3 separate regions of the Zea mays genome follow, and all the other regions are linked to region 1. The links are chromatin contacts, called in public Hi-C maps. All regions are on one chromosome and are shown on one strand. The core of a region is the stretch at or near the end of the contact, and the rest is flanking DNA. Distances in the headings are between cores, read along the strand shown.

Region 1 (4,378 bases), core at 1,271-3,770:
TTTCGATGTCGATATTGGAGATGATGGAATTGAATTGGGTTGAATGCCAAATGAGGCATGATATTGAAATGAAATGTAATTCTAATTCTATTGTTTAGATGTCACTGAATTAGAGTTTAGAATTGTGCAGTCTAATTCCACGCAATACCAATGGGCGGTGCTTTGTATTAGGAGAGGGGTTTCTAGTTATAGTCCAATTACAGGAAACTGGGACTCTGATTTCATATCTCAATTCCACGTGCAACCAAACAACATAATTTAGAAAAGCTGATTTTCAATTCTTAATTCTGTGCTCCAATATCTACATCCAAATAGGGTACAAAAGTTATTCTCTTCTTCCGTTTGGTGCACAAGTCTCTAGCAGGATCCAAATTCCTCACATTGCAAGCAACAGTAGCTTTTTACTCTCTCTCTCTCTCTCTCTCTCTTAGGTACCCCTGTGCTCCTACTTCCTCCGACCTGGAATACAATGCATCATGGTTTTCATTAGTGAACTATGTATGTCATTATATGTCACATATTCTTATTTATCTAACTTAAGATTTTTTTTATTGAAACTTCGTCCATCATAGTGAAACTCTTCGTCTTTGAATACAACCTTGTTATATAATACTCCTAAGTTGTTATTAATTACAACTTTCATTGAAAGATTTGTCAATGGAAATCTCATGTCTTTCAACAGGTTATTTGATTCTTTCATTGAAAGATAAGCTTTGGTCTTTTAAGATGCTTCCCCTGGGCATAATACAAAATCTTTGTGCTTTCCTTTCAATTGTGTATCGTTGAGGTGACACTTCTTCGCTCAAGATCATCTTCCATCTTGGTCCCCTTTTCAATGCCCTTTTGTAATCAGTGGGATCAACCCTACGAAAGTATTCTTTTTAATGTATTATCTTTATTCTTTGTAGAAAGATAGTACCTCTCTTTCGATTGCTTATGCTACAAGAATGTGTTCCAATGCCATCTATACTTGTGAAACTTCTAAAAGTTAGGTGCCTTTTCATCCTTCAAGAATTTATAGTAATGTTTCATCTTATGACTCTGAAATAGTACATCCATCTTTAGATCCCAATGTTTCACCCTATCTTCATAATTTACAGGCCTTTCGTATGATCCGTTGGAGATAGCCTGAACTAAGATCTAAAGCCCATTAATTCGATAGTGACCATTTGTAGTGCTGCTTAGTAGGGACGTCCCATGGGCCGCCCAAGGCTCCAAAATCCTAGATCCTCAAAATTTATAGCAATTCATATATATTACAAATATAAATATTATTTTTTATAAAAAAATGGCTAATGTGGCCTAGAATCGTGAGAACATTGAAATCGATCTATTCTTCTTGTTAATCAATCTATTTCTTTGCTTATAAGAAGATGTAAACAATATTAAGATTATCGAAAAAAATATTTGATTTCCTTTTTTACCTCTGGTGCATTGGAGTCATTCGATAAAAAAACTTTAGATCTTGTTGTCACCATCTTACGGTAGCACTTAAAATGTAGCACTTAAAAGAGACAAACAATCTGATTTGATACAAGTGACCTATTCTTGGAATTGTGTTTCCTCCAAGAATTTTTCTACAAGAAAATGTGCCCTATTTACATTCTAAATTTTCTAAAGCACCATGATTAGATGGACATCTGAATTGATACAAGTGACCTATGCGTGGAGTTGAGTTTCCTCTAAGATTTTTTTCCTACAAGAAAATGTGCCCTATTTACATTCTAATTTTTCTAACACAATATAATTATTTTCTTAATGCAACCGTAAAAAATGAGGGGCAAGGGGGATTTAAACTCCAACACCCCCAGAAGGAAGCACCGATCTTCCACCATTGCAACGTGTGGCTGTTTGTGATATACTAAGGTTTAAGGAGAGATATTGTAAATATAAAAATATAATCTTGTTTGAATAAATATCTCATGTAAGCAAAGTCTACCTATATGATATATAGAAATAGTAGGAATGCGGGTAACTAACTAGGTGACAATAAAATATTCGAGAAGATTGAATAAAAACATCATTAAAATATTATTTTAGAAACACTAAAAGAAAAATGATTTTTAAATAAATATTATGTATCCGATATAACATTTATTCGTTGTTATATTATATGTACACGTATACATACTAATCTCTCCCTTCTAAAATATAATTGATTTTAGATTAAATATATATTTATTAATTAACCTATGAACATATTTTATATGTATGTGTTATATGTATATCTATGTTTATTATTATCTAAATGTTTATTATTATCTAAATGAATATAGACAGAAAAAAAAGTAGTTTAGAAAGAAATATATTTCGAACCGAGTGGGTATTAATGTTTTGTACAGGGAGGGCCCTCCTACGATGCTTGGACGCAATTGGCGATTAATCGCGCGAGAAGCATCGCAGCGTCCCCAAACTGAGCTCTCCTCATTTTCTCGCCTTCCCTTCTCGTTCCCACCACGTGTACTTCTCTTTTCTCTTGATCCACTTCGTTCTAGCGCGTCGTGCCTATATAAACCCGCCTCCGCCTCCACTTCTCCTTCACGCCCCGCCTTGCCTTCATCCTCCTCCTCTCCTCCATCTCTCCTCGCCCCAGCGCGCGCGCGGCATCGCCGTCGAGCTACTTACTCGAGCTTCAGTTCCAGCTACTGGAGCACGCAGTTCATATTAATACACAGCTTAGCTGTACCAAGCGGCATCTTGCACGCTAGCTAAACTAGAGGAACTCGCTGCGCGCATGTCTCCAATAATGGCGCTCCAGGCATCGTCGTCGTCGCCTTCCGCGTTCCGTGCGGTCCCGGCCACCGCCAACGCTTCCTGCCGGCGTCAGGTACGGCCACTTACAGGCCCGTGACGCGGCCTTGGGGAACGTTGCTCCTCCGTTTGTTTCTTGCGCTTAAAAATCGGAAAAAAATTTGTTGCAGTCCGGCTGCAAACCAGGCTGTTTGCAGCCCCTCACAAAAAGGAGGATAGGTCCCACCCGCAGATAAATAATACAACTAAAACGTTATCTGGTGGACCTGCAGGTGGGGCCTATCCACCTTTTTGTGAGGGGCTGCAAACAGCCTGGTTTGCAGCCGGGCTGCAACAAATTTTTTTCCTAAAAATCGAACCTTTTTGCATTGCTGCATCATGTGGTGCCGGTGCTCATGCATGTACGGGGCATGGTTTTGGACTCGTGTGTCTGCAGTTCCAGGTGCGCGCTCAGGTAGCCGGCGGCAGCAGCAGTAGCAGCATCGGAGCCGATGGTGGGAAGATGATGGTTTCCAAGGAGCCGGCGGCGGCGGCCACGTCGTCGGGACCGTGGAAGATCGACTTCTCCGGCGAGAAGCCGCCGACGCCGCTGCTGGACACCGTGAACTACCCGCTCCACATGAAGAACCTGTCGATCTTGGAGCTGGAGCAGCTGGCGGCGGAGCTCCGCGCGGAGGTCGTGCACACCGTGTCCAAGACCGGCGGGCACCTGAGCTCCAGCCTGGGCGTTGTGGAGCTGTCGGTGGCGCTGCACCACGTGTTCGACACCCCGGAGGACAAGATCATCTGGGACGTGGGCCACCAGGCGTACCCGCACAAGATCCTGACGGGGCGGCGGTCGCGGATGCACACCATCCGCCAGACCTCCGGGCTGGCGGGGTTCCCCAAGCGCGACGAGAGCGCGCACGACGCGTTCGGGGTCGGCCACAGCTCCACCAGCATCTCGGCGGCGCTGGGCATGGCCGTGGCGCGGGACCTCCTGGGGCGCAAGAACCACGTGATCTCCGTCATCGGCGACGGCGCCATGACGGCCGGCCAGGCCTACGAGGCCATGAACAACTCGGGCTACCTGGACGCCAACATGATCGTGGTGCTGAACGACAACAAGCAGGTGTCGCTCCCGACGGCCACGCTGGACGGGCCGTCCAAGCCCGTGGGCGCGCTGAGCCGGGCGCTGACTAAGCTCCAGTCCAGCACCAAGTTCCGGCGCCTCCGCGAGGCGGCCAAGTCCGTGACGAAGCAGATCGGCGGGCCGACGCACGAGGTGGCCGCCAAGGTGGACGAGTACGCGCGCGGCATGATCAGCGCCTCCGGGTCGTCGCTGTTCGAGGAGCTCGGGCTCTACTACATCGGCCCCGTGGACGGGCACTGCGTGGAGGACCTGGTGACCATCTTCGAGAAGGTGAAGTCGATGCCGGCGCCGGGGCCCGTGCTGATCCACATCGTGACGGAGAAAGGGAAGGGGTACCCGCCGGCGGAGGCGGCGGCGGACCGGATGCACGGCGTGGTGAAGTTCGAGCCGGCTACGGGGAGGCAGCTCAAGTCCAAGTCCCCGACGCTGTCGTACACGCAGTACTTCGCGGAGTCCCTGATCCGGGAGGCGGAGAGCGACGAGAAGGTGGTGGCC
Region 2 (4,378 bases), core at 1,010-3,509, 250 kb after region 1:
CAAGGAGAGACTGGTCCAAGCCCAAGTCACAATGAAGCAGTACCAAGACCAGACTCAGCGGGAGGTGAAATTCCAGGTTGGGGATTGGGTGTGGCTCCGGTTACAGCAAAGGTCAGCCGTGGGCGTGACACCAGCATCTACATCCAAGTTGGGACCTCGTTTCTTTGGGCCCTACAAGGCTACACAGCTAGTGGGGGACGTATCTTATAAATTGCAACTCCCTCCGAAGGCAAAAATCATGATGTTTTTCATGTGTCACTATAAAAAATTATTGGGCAGTTGCCAGATGAGGTGGTGCCTCTTCCAGATCTGTTACATGGCAGGGAGGTACCTACACCTGAGAAGGTATCCAAGGCAAGGCTTAACAGAGGCGTGTGGGAAGTGTTAGTTCACTGGGTGGGTCGTCCAGCAGCAGAAGCATCCTAGGTTCAGCTAGAGGATTTCCAACTACGGTATCCAGCTATACAGGTCACGGACGACTTGTTTCTCCGGGAGGGGAGAAATGTTGCAGATGCATTTGTGGGGAAGACCTACACTAGGAGGCAGCAGAGGGAGTACCGGACCCAGACCAGGGGCGGTGAAGCCAGCAGCTCGGCTCCAGCAGATAACTCTTAAGTTCCAGCAGATAAGGATTAGCTAAATAATAGTTGGGTTGTTTGCTATATAATAGCAGGGAGTTGTTAGCTAGATAATACCAGGGAGTTGTTAAGCATGTTTATCTCTTATCAGTTGGTGCCGACCCTGATCTATAAAGGGGAAGCAGTAGCGTGTAATTAGACATCGAAGGAAATACAATCTCCCTGTGCGGCGATTACCTCGGTCACCCTGGTCGACGGTGATCTTGCTCATGTTTCTCACTCTCGCTCTTCTCCACCATACGCGCTCAGGTCCCTGTCCCAGGCTGCGCTGCTCCTCTATTCGCCCTTACGCACTCCTCGAAGGCCCAGGCATATTAGCTAAAGTTTAGCACTACACTTTTAGCTAAACTTTAGCACTTGGAGACCCAAACTGAAGTGCTAAACTTTAACATCCAATAGCAGTTTAGCACATGCGACCTAAACAGACCCTAAATCAAACATGTCAGTACCAAAACACTTCTCTAATGTATCAAATAGGGACATCAATAACTGCTCAACCTTTTGATGTATCTAATTATTAAATGCAACTACAGGAGAATAATTGTTTCAGAAGTAACCATGTCATTCTTAATAATGAGTTTCAATGCACTGTTTTCAATGCTGCCACATCAGATTTAAACTAGGTAACCGTGTATGCAGAGTTTCATCCTCGTGAAACTCTACCATCTCCCATAAAACTCTCTATATCTCCCCTCTTAAATGAATTGTCATGTCACCAAGTATGATGATGTGTCACCGTATTTAATGAGTATGAAACTCCCATTGAGAATGGCCTAACCCGTTCCTGAAAGTTACAAGCTGGAAAAATAGCATGAAATGTGGTAGGAATGGGACAGACAGGATAAGTTGATCATTTCAGTGAACTGAATCGACCTCAGGTGTTAAAGTTGTGTTCCTACGTTGTTCACTTCTACAAACATGAATTCAGGTATGTTGCCAACTTGCCACATTGTTGAACAAGGATCTTAAATCCTCTGTACGGAAGCTCAAGACACTAAATCCAGTAGCTAGGCTACTGAGTAACATAAATCAGACCCGGGATTTAGCAGCACTGCAGCAAGCAACGACGCAAATTTATCAATTACAGAGCGCGAATAACGCGAACCAACAGGACACTCGTATAAGGCAGCGGTTCAGCAACCCAGGTGCCCCCGCGTAAAACAGAAGCCCAAATAATCTACAGGAAATCTTCACTTAGATGAGTGTTGCGGGCGGAGGGGACGATCGTATTCTCAAATTTTCGCCGAGCAATCAAATCCAAAGCCACACAAGCGACGGGGCGGCAATGCGAACCCAAAATTCAGCAATACTGAAATCAGACGAACCACGAATCGAACGCGATGGAGACGACGATAGCGGACTATCCTGGGACGGTGGCGCTCGGCCCAGGGAAGGCGGCCGCCGGCCGGAGCGGGGCGGGAAGTTAGTGGAACACAGGACCAAAATTCTGCGCCGGCAGGAGCAGCGCGTGAGGGCGTAGCGTTCCTGCGTAGTTCGCGGGGTTTTCGAGAGGGGGGGGAGGGATGATGATCGGGTCTAGGCAGGGCGGGTTAGATTACCTCGATGGCGAGGAGGACGTCGTCCTCCACGGTCCATCCCGCCACGCCCGAGGCGGCTACCAGTCAGCGACCTACTCACAATAGGTATTGATTCAACTAAGAACTAGTAGTAGTTACAGCAGAGGAAGCAGAAATGGATGAGGAAGACAGCAGTATAGAACTGTCGGGGACCATAATTAGGGGTACCCTCAAGACTACTAATTCTCAGCTGGTAACCCCCATCAGCATAAAGCTGCAAAGGCCTGATGGGTGCGATTAAGTCAGGGATCAGTCCATTCGAGCGACTCGATCACGCCTCGCTCGAGCCTAGCCTCGGACAAGGGCAGCCGACTCCGGAGGATTTCCGTCTCGCCCGAGGCCCCCCTCCAACGGCGAACATATTTCCGGCTCGCCCGAGGCCCTGCCTTCGCTAAGAAGCAACCTTGACTAAATCACCGCACCGACCGACCAAGTCGCAGAAGCATTTAATGCAAAGGTAGCCTGACACCTTTATCCTGACGCGCGCCCCCCGGCAGAGCCGAAGTGACCGCCGTCACTTCGCCGCTCCATTGACCGGCCTGACAGAAGGACAGCGCCGCCTGCGCCACTCCGACTGCAGTACCACTTGACAGAGTGAGACTGACAGGCAGTCAGGCCCTGCCAAAGGCACCATAGGAAGCTCCGCTCCGCCCGACCCAGGGCTCGGACTCGGGCTAAGTCCCGGAAGACGGCGAACTCCGCTCCGCCCGACCCAGGGCTCGGACTCGGGCTAAGTCCCGGAAGACGGCGAACTCCGCTCCGCCCGACCCAGGGCTCGGACTCGGGCTCAGCCCCAGAAGACGACGAACTCCGCTTCGCCCGACCCCAGGGCTCGGACTCCGCCCTAGCCTCTGCCGACGACCTCCGCCTCGCCCGACCCAGGGGCTCGGACTCGGCCTCGGCCATGGAAGACAGACTCGACCTCGGCTTCGGAGGAGCCTCCACATCGCCTAACCTAGGGCGCAGGCCAGCCACGTCAACAGGAAGCGCCATCATCACCCTACCCCGAGCTGACTCGGGCCGCAGGGAACAAGACCGGTGTCCCATCTGGCTAGCTCCGCCAGATAGGCAATGATGGCGCCCCGCATGCTCTGTGACGACGGCGGCTCTCAGCCCCCTTACGGAAGCAAGAGGACGTCAGCAAGGACTCAACCGCTCCGACAGCTGTCCCTCCGCCAGGCTCCATCGCTCCTACGACGGCCACGACATCACACCAGCTGGGTGTCAAAATCTCTCCAGCTGCCACATCGGCATGTACTTAGGGCGCTAGCTCTCCCCCGCTAGACACGTAGCACTCTGCTACACCCCCCGTTGTACACCTGGATCCTCTCCTTACGCCTATAAAAGGAAGGACCAGGGCCCTCTTAGAGGAGGTTGACCGCGCGGGGACGAGGACGAGACAGGCGCTCGCTCGGAGCCGCTCGCTTCCCTCACCCGCGTGGACGCTTGTAACCCCCTACTGCAAGCGCACCCGACCTGGGCGCGGGACAAACACGAAGGCCGCAGGATTCTCACCTCTCTCACGTCGGTCTCCGGCTGCCTCGCTTCTCCCCCCTTCGCGCTCGCCCTCGCGCTCGACCCATCTGGGCTCGGGCACGCGGCGACACTCACTCGTCGGCCCAAGGGACCCCCCCAGTCTCGAAACGCCGACAGTTGGCGCGCCAGGTAGGGGCCTGCTGCGTGTTGACGAACAGCTTCCCGTCAAGCTCCAGATGGGCAGTCTCCATCAACCTCTCCAACCCGGGACGGTGCTCCGTTTCGGGAGTCTTGAGTTCATGTCCTTCGACGGCAGCTACGACATGATACTCCTTCCACCGCCGTGCGACAACGACAATGGCGGCCGACAGCCCGCCCGCCAGCGGCGGAATCGACGACGTCTTCCCCGCGTGGCGGAAGAACAATCTTCGAGCTCGTCCCGCCTTCTTCCCCGTCGACGGAGGGGAAGGCAGGGCAACCAAGGCCAAGCAGGAGGCAACGCCTCGTCGGCTGTCGAGCGAGTCGACAGCGCCGACACCCCAACGAGGGGCGCACCGGGTATCGACTTCGCGCCTGAGACGAAGACGAGCGCCGTCTCCCCGCGACACGCCAATCCCGAGCAAGTGGACGACGCCAGCGCGCTTGCGAAAAGCTTGCAGGACGTCGCCCTCGTACCTGAGACGACGG
Region 3 (4,378 bases), core at 1,011-3,510, 190 kb before region 1:
GCGGACCCGGGACCCGGCCCGCGCCCACGTCTTCTTCCTCCCGTTCAGCGTCGTCAAGATGGTGCAGACGATCTACGAGCCCGGATCGCGCGACATGGCCCCGCTCAAGCGCACCGTCGCCGACTACGTCCGCGTGCTCTCCTCCAAGTACCCCTACTGGAACCGCAGCCTCGGCGCGGACCACTTCATGCTCTCCTGCCATGACTGGGTGGGTAGTAAATAAATTAAAGCTCTTCCATGCTTTGCGCGACATCCATCATCTCGCTCGTCGAGCTGCCACAGGCCACAGACACAGCCATGACTTGTTGGCTTGTTGCCTCTAATTCTCTGTACGTACTGTCGTCGTCATCAGGGCCCGTACGTGTCGTCGGCGAACGCGCAGCTGTTCGGCAACTCCATCCGCGTGCTGTGCAACGCCAACACGTCGGAGGGGTTCGACCCGGCCAGGGACGTGTCGCTGCCGCAGGTCAACCTGCGGAGCGACGCGGTGGAGCGGCAGGTGGGCGGGCCGTCGGCGTCGCGGCGCCCGGTCCTGGCCTTCTTCGCGGGCGGCAACCACGGGCCGGTCCGGCCGGCGCTGCTGGCGCACTGGGGCCCCGGCGGGCGGCGGGGAGGCGACCCGGACGTGCGGGTCAGCGAGTACCTGCCCCGCGGCGGCGGCGCGCCGTCGTACGCGGACATGATGCGGCGCAGCCGCTTCTGCCTCTGCCCCGGCGGCTACGAGGTGGCGTCCCCGCGCCTGGCGGAGGCCCTGTACCTGGGCTGCGTCCCCGTCGTGGTGGACGACGGCGAGTACGCGCTGCCCTTCGCCGACGTGCTCGACTGGGACGCCTTCGCGCTGCGCCTGCGCGTCGCCGACATTCCCCGCCTCAAGGAGATCCTGGCGGCCGTGTCGCCGCGGCAGTACATCCGGATGCAGCGCCGGGTGAGGATGGTGCGCCGCCACTTCATGCTGCACGGCGGGCCGCCCCGCCGGTACGACGCGTTCCACATGATCCTCCACTCCGTCTGGCTCAGGAGGCTCAACGTTAGGATCGCAGCAGCTGAATGATGCACATGACTGACTGACTCACTGACCAATGTAACGATGGATCTTGCTTACAGTTTGCAGGCGTCATGCGTGTCTGATCTTTGAGTCTAGCGTGCGTTGGTTGCATTTTGACACGAAGGTTGGAGGAATCTTGGTGTGCAAGTGGTTTTTGTACCCTGTATTATACACTACTAATTAATACACGCTGTACGATCAGAGGAAGTGCGTATGGTGGTTTTTGTACCCTGTATTATACACTACTAATCCGTTTTGTATTTTTCTAGTCTCTTACTCTCATCATCACCATTATCCGGAGGAGGGGAATGGTGATGCACGAGACGACAGGAGGCTCACCACCGTCGTCATAATAAAAAATAGCTTTACGTTGACCGTTCATGGGTGAGAAAGACAAGGAGACGATTTAGTTTCTCATCATCATGCATCAATCTCTTAGCTAGCTACTTTATCATTGTCCATATGATCGGTTCTACAGTTGAAATGAGAGGATTAAGATAGATTGTGACAGTCACTCATCAAATATGGTGCCCTATTAACAACGATGGCCTATTGTCAACCCGAACGAGCAACAGTAGACCTCCCTCAAATGATATATATGCGACATAGACATTGTATTAGTCTTTTATAAAACTAATCTCTCCACAACCAGCCGATCTCAACACGCAAATCATTCGTACATTCTAATCAAATGATATATATGCGACATAGACATTGTATTAGTCTTTTATAAAACTAATCTCTCCACAACCAGCCGATCTCAACACGCAAATCATTCGTACATTCTAATTGCAAGCTATCTGTATACTTCCAATTACTCAATTGATCCTCGAAGAAAAGAGGGCATATCTAGTGCACATGAAAGATTGTTACACATAATACACATATTAAATTATCACCGCTCATTTTAGATATAACGTCTCTAGTTAATTATTTAATTTATAAATAACATCTTTCACCACTACACACCACCACGTTGGAAATATAGCAAACAACTAGAGACGTTAGATTAAAAGGAGTTGTGATGATTTAGTCGTGCTTAACGTTCGGCAACGTCAGCTCGCACTTCGGCTGATTGCAAATTCTGATAGGCACGACACCGACCGACTGACGCACTGCACACTCATCACGCTAGCCGCCGTCTCGTCACCACTAACCACGATCTCTATCTCTCTCTGCCAGGTGGGTCCCAGAGACGCCGGCGCCGCCGCTATACAAAATTACAGGCACGACGACATCCATCGCAGTCACCCACGAGCCCAACAAACCACTCCCACCCGGTGGCTCGTCCTCGGACGCCAAGCCACTCCGCGCCCCAATCCGGAAGCGCCGCCGCCGCCGATCGACCGGCCGTCGACCCATGCTCCGCTCGGCGCTCTTCCGCTCAGGTACGCGCGCGGCCCAGCTGCACCCCGTCGCGCCGGGGCATTCCTTTCCCTGACTGACCGAGCGACTGACCCCACCCTCCCGCACGCGCGCAGCCCCCGGGCTCCGCCGGTCTCCGGCGACGGCCCACTTATCCACCGCCGCCGCCGCCGCCGCAGCGTGGCTCTCCAACGGCCCTGCCTCCGCCCCGGTACGTGCCCGCGGCTCCTCCCCGTCCCCCAGTCGGTTCTCTGCTTCTGTCTGATTGCGCGTGCTGCGCTCGGCACCTCGTCCCGCTTGACTTCTCGCATTCCTCCTCCCCAGTCTAGGGTGCGCCTCCTCATCGGCGGGGAGTTCGTCGAGTCGCGCGCCGACGAGCACGTCGACGTCACCAACCCCGTGAGCCCTGCTTCCCTCCCAATATTTTTTTTTTGATTTCGGGTTGATCGAATTTGGAACGGTCAACGGTGGATGTGTGGGGGTTGTCGCAGGCGACGCAGGAGGTGGTGTCCCGGATCCCGCTCACCACGGCCGATGAGTTCAAAGCTGCCGTCGATGCCGCCAGGACGGCCTTCCCCGGCTGGCGGAACACGCCCGTCACGACGCGGCAGCGCGTCATGTTCAAGTTCCAGGAGCTCATCCGGGCTAACATGGTGAATATCCCTTGTTCAATTACCGTCCTTATTGTGTCGTTCTGATGTTATCTGGTCTTGGTTTTGGTGACTGCCGTGGCCTCCTGATTACAGGACAAGCTTGCAGAGAACATCACTACGGAGCAGGGGAAGACGCTAAAAGATGCTTGGGGCGACGTGTTCCGCGGCCTAGGTTAGTCCCGAGATTATTGAAAGCACGCACTAGGTTTTCTTATTTGGTTAGACAGCTGGACCAATTATCTTAATGTTTCCGTATCACCCAAAGGAAAAATTCAATCATCACTTGATTTCAGATCTTAGTTTTGCAACAACAGGCAGAAAAACTTTGCTTTCTCATGTATGCTGGTAATTATTTGTGCAGTCTCACATGTGGTCTCATGATTTCTAGGTCTAGATTTCATGAAATGCCAATATTACTGCTGATTTGTTTATTGCAGCCTCAAATGCTCTGCTCATATGCTCCAAATGTTGACTTTTTTCTGCGATAGAACTCTTTCTTATGCTGACCATTTATCGTACCGCTTTGGTTTTGAACTCCTTATCATACAGAGGTGGTGGAGCATGCTTGTGGAATGGGAACACTGCAAATGGGCGAATATGTATCAAATGTTTCTAATGGGATTGACACCTTCAGCATTCGGGAGCCACTTGGTGTTTGCGCTGGGATATGCCCATTTAATTTTCCTGCTATGATTCCCCTATGGGTATGCCTAACCTAACCTTTTCTGCCCTGTCAGTTTGTTTGTAATAGAAGGCTTGGCACCAATTTGAACTATGTGAATGTTATACCCTTGCATTCTTACTTCAACATGACCTGTGCTATTTTCATGAGTGTACTATTCCATACACTGTCATTATTTCTGCTGCTATTTTCCACTGAAATTGTTCAACTAGAGAGAATATATTTGGTCACTTCGAACGTTTCTTATTTTTCAATGGCTGCAGATGTTTCCCATAGCAGTTACGTGTGGCAATACTTTTGTTCTTAAGCCATCGGAAAAGGACCCAGGTGATTTTTTTACTTTATCATCATCATTTATCAATTACTCCGTTCCAAATTATAAGGCATTTTGGCTTTTCTAGATACATGGATTTTGCTACACACTTAGATATACACTATATATAGATACATAGTAAAAGCTATGTATCTAGGAAAGCCAAAATATCTTATAATTTGGAAACTATATAAAATGTGATCTTAGGTTCAAGTAGTTCTGATCTGTATTTAAGACAAATAGCAAGAAGCATAAGCATTCCCTGCACTCCTCATTGCCAAGCCAACTGGTCACTGCACAAATCCTTTTATCTTTGTCCA

What was found. Hi-C and Micro-C count contacts between places; a contact is called where the count stands out from the background.
Region 2: a contact with region 1 is called in a Hi-C map of leaf, with 4 times the contacts expected there. The contact joins the promoter of LOC100279210 here to the promoter of LOC606430 in region 1. A contact is called at or near these places in 3 of 25 Hi-C or Micro-C datasets (ear, leaf and tassel).
Region 3: a contact with region 1 is called in a Hi-C map of endosperm, with 2.1 times the contacts expected there. The contact joins the promoter of LOC100274311 here to the promoter of LOC606430 in region 1. A contact is called at or near these places in 7 of 25 Hi-C or Micro-C datasets (bundle sheath, ear, endosperm and 3 more).

The regions. Positions count from the first base shown.
Region 1 is chr7:14,387,953-14,392,330 of Zm-B73-REFERENCE-NAM-5.0, forward strand. It overlaps LOC606430 (deoxy xylulose synthase 2), which reads left to right and starts at 2,521. Exons shown (of 3, transcript NM_001308497.1): 1 at 2,521-2,827; 2 at 3,188-4,378. The coding sequence starts at 2,735.
Region 2 is chr7:14,640,983-14,645,360 of Zm-B73-REFERENCE-NAM-5.0, forward strand. It overlaps LOC100279210 (Forkhead-associated (FHA) domain-containing protein), which reads right to left and starts at 2,260. Exons shown (of 15, transcript NM_001350279.1): 1 at 2,198-2,260.
Region 3 is chr7:14,196,183-14,200,560 of Zm-B73-REFERENCE-NAM-5.0, forward strand. LOC100274311 reads left to right here and starts at 2,261. Exons shown (of 19, transcript NM_001148674.1): 1 at 2,261-2,433; 2 at 2,527-2,621; 3 at 2,735-2,809; 4 at 2,902-3,063; 5 at 3,157-3,235; 6 at 3,613-3,767; 7 at 4,009-4,072. The coding sequence starts at 2,406. It overlaps LOC103632072 (probable glycosyltransferase), which reads left to right. Exons shown (of 3, transcript XM_008653928.4): 2 at 1-208; 3 at 353-1,294. The coding sequence ends at 1,051.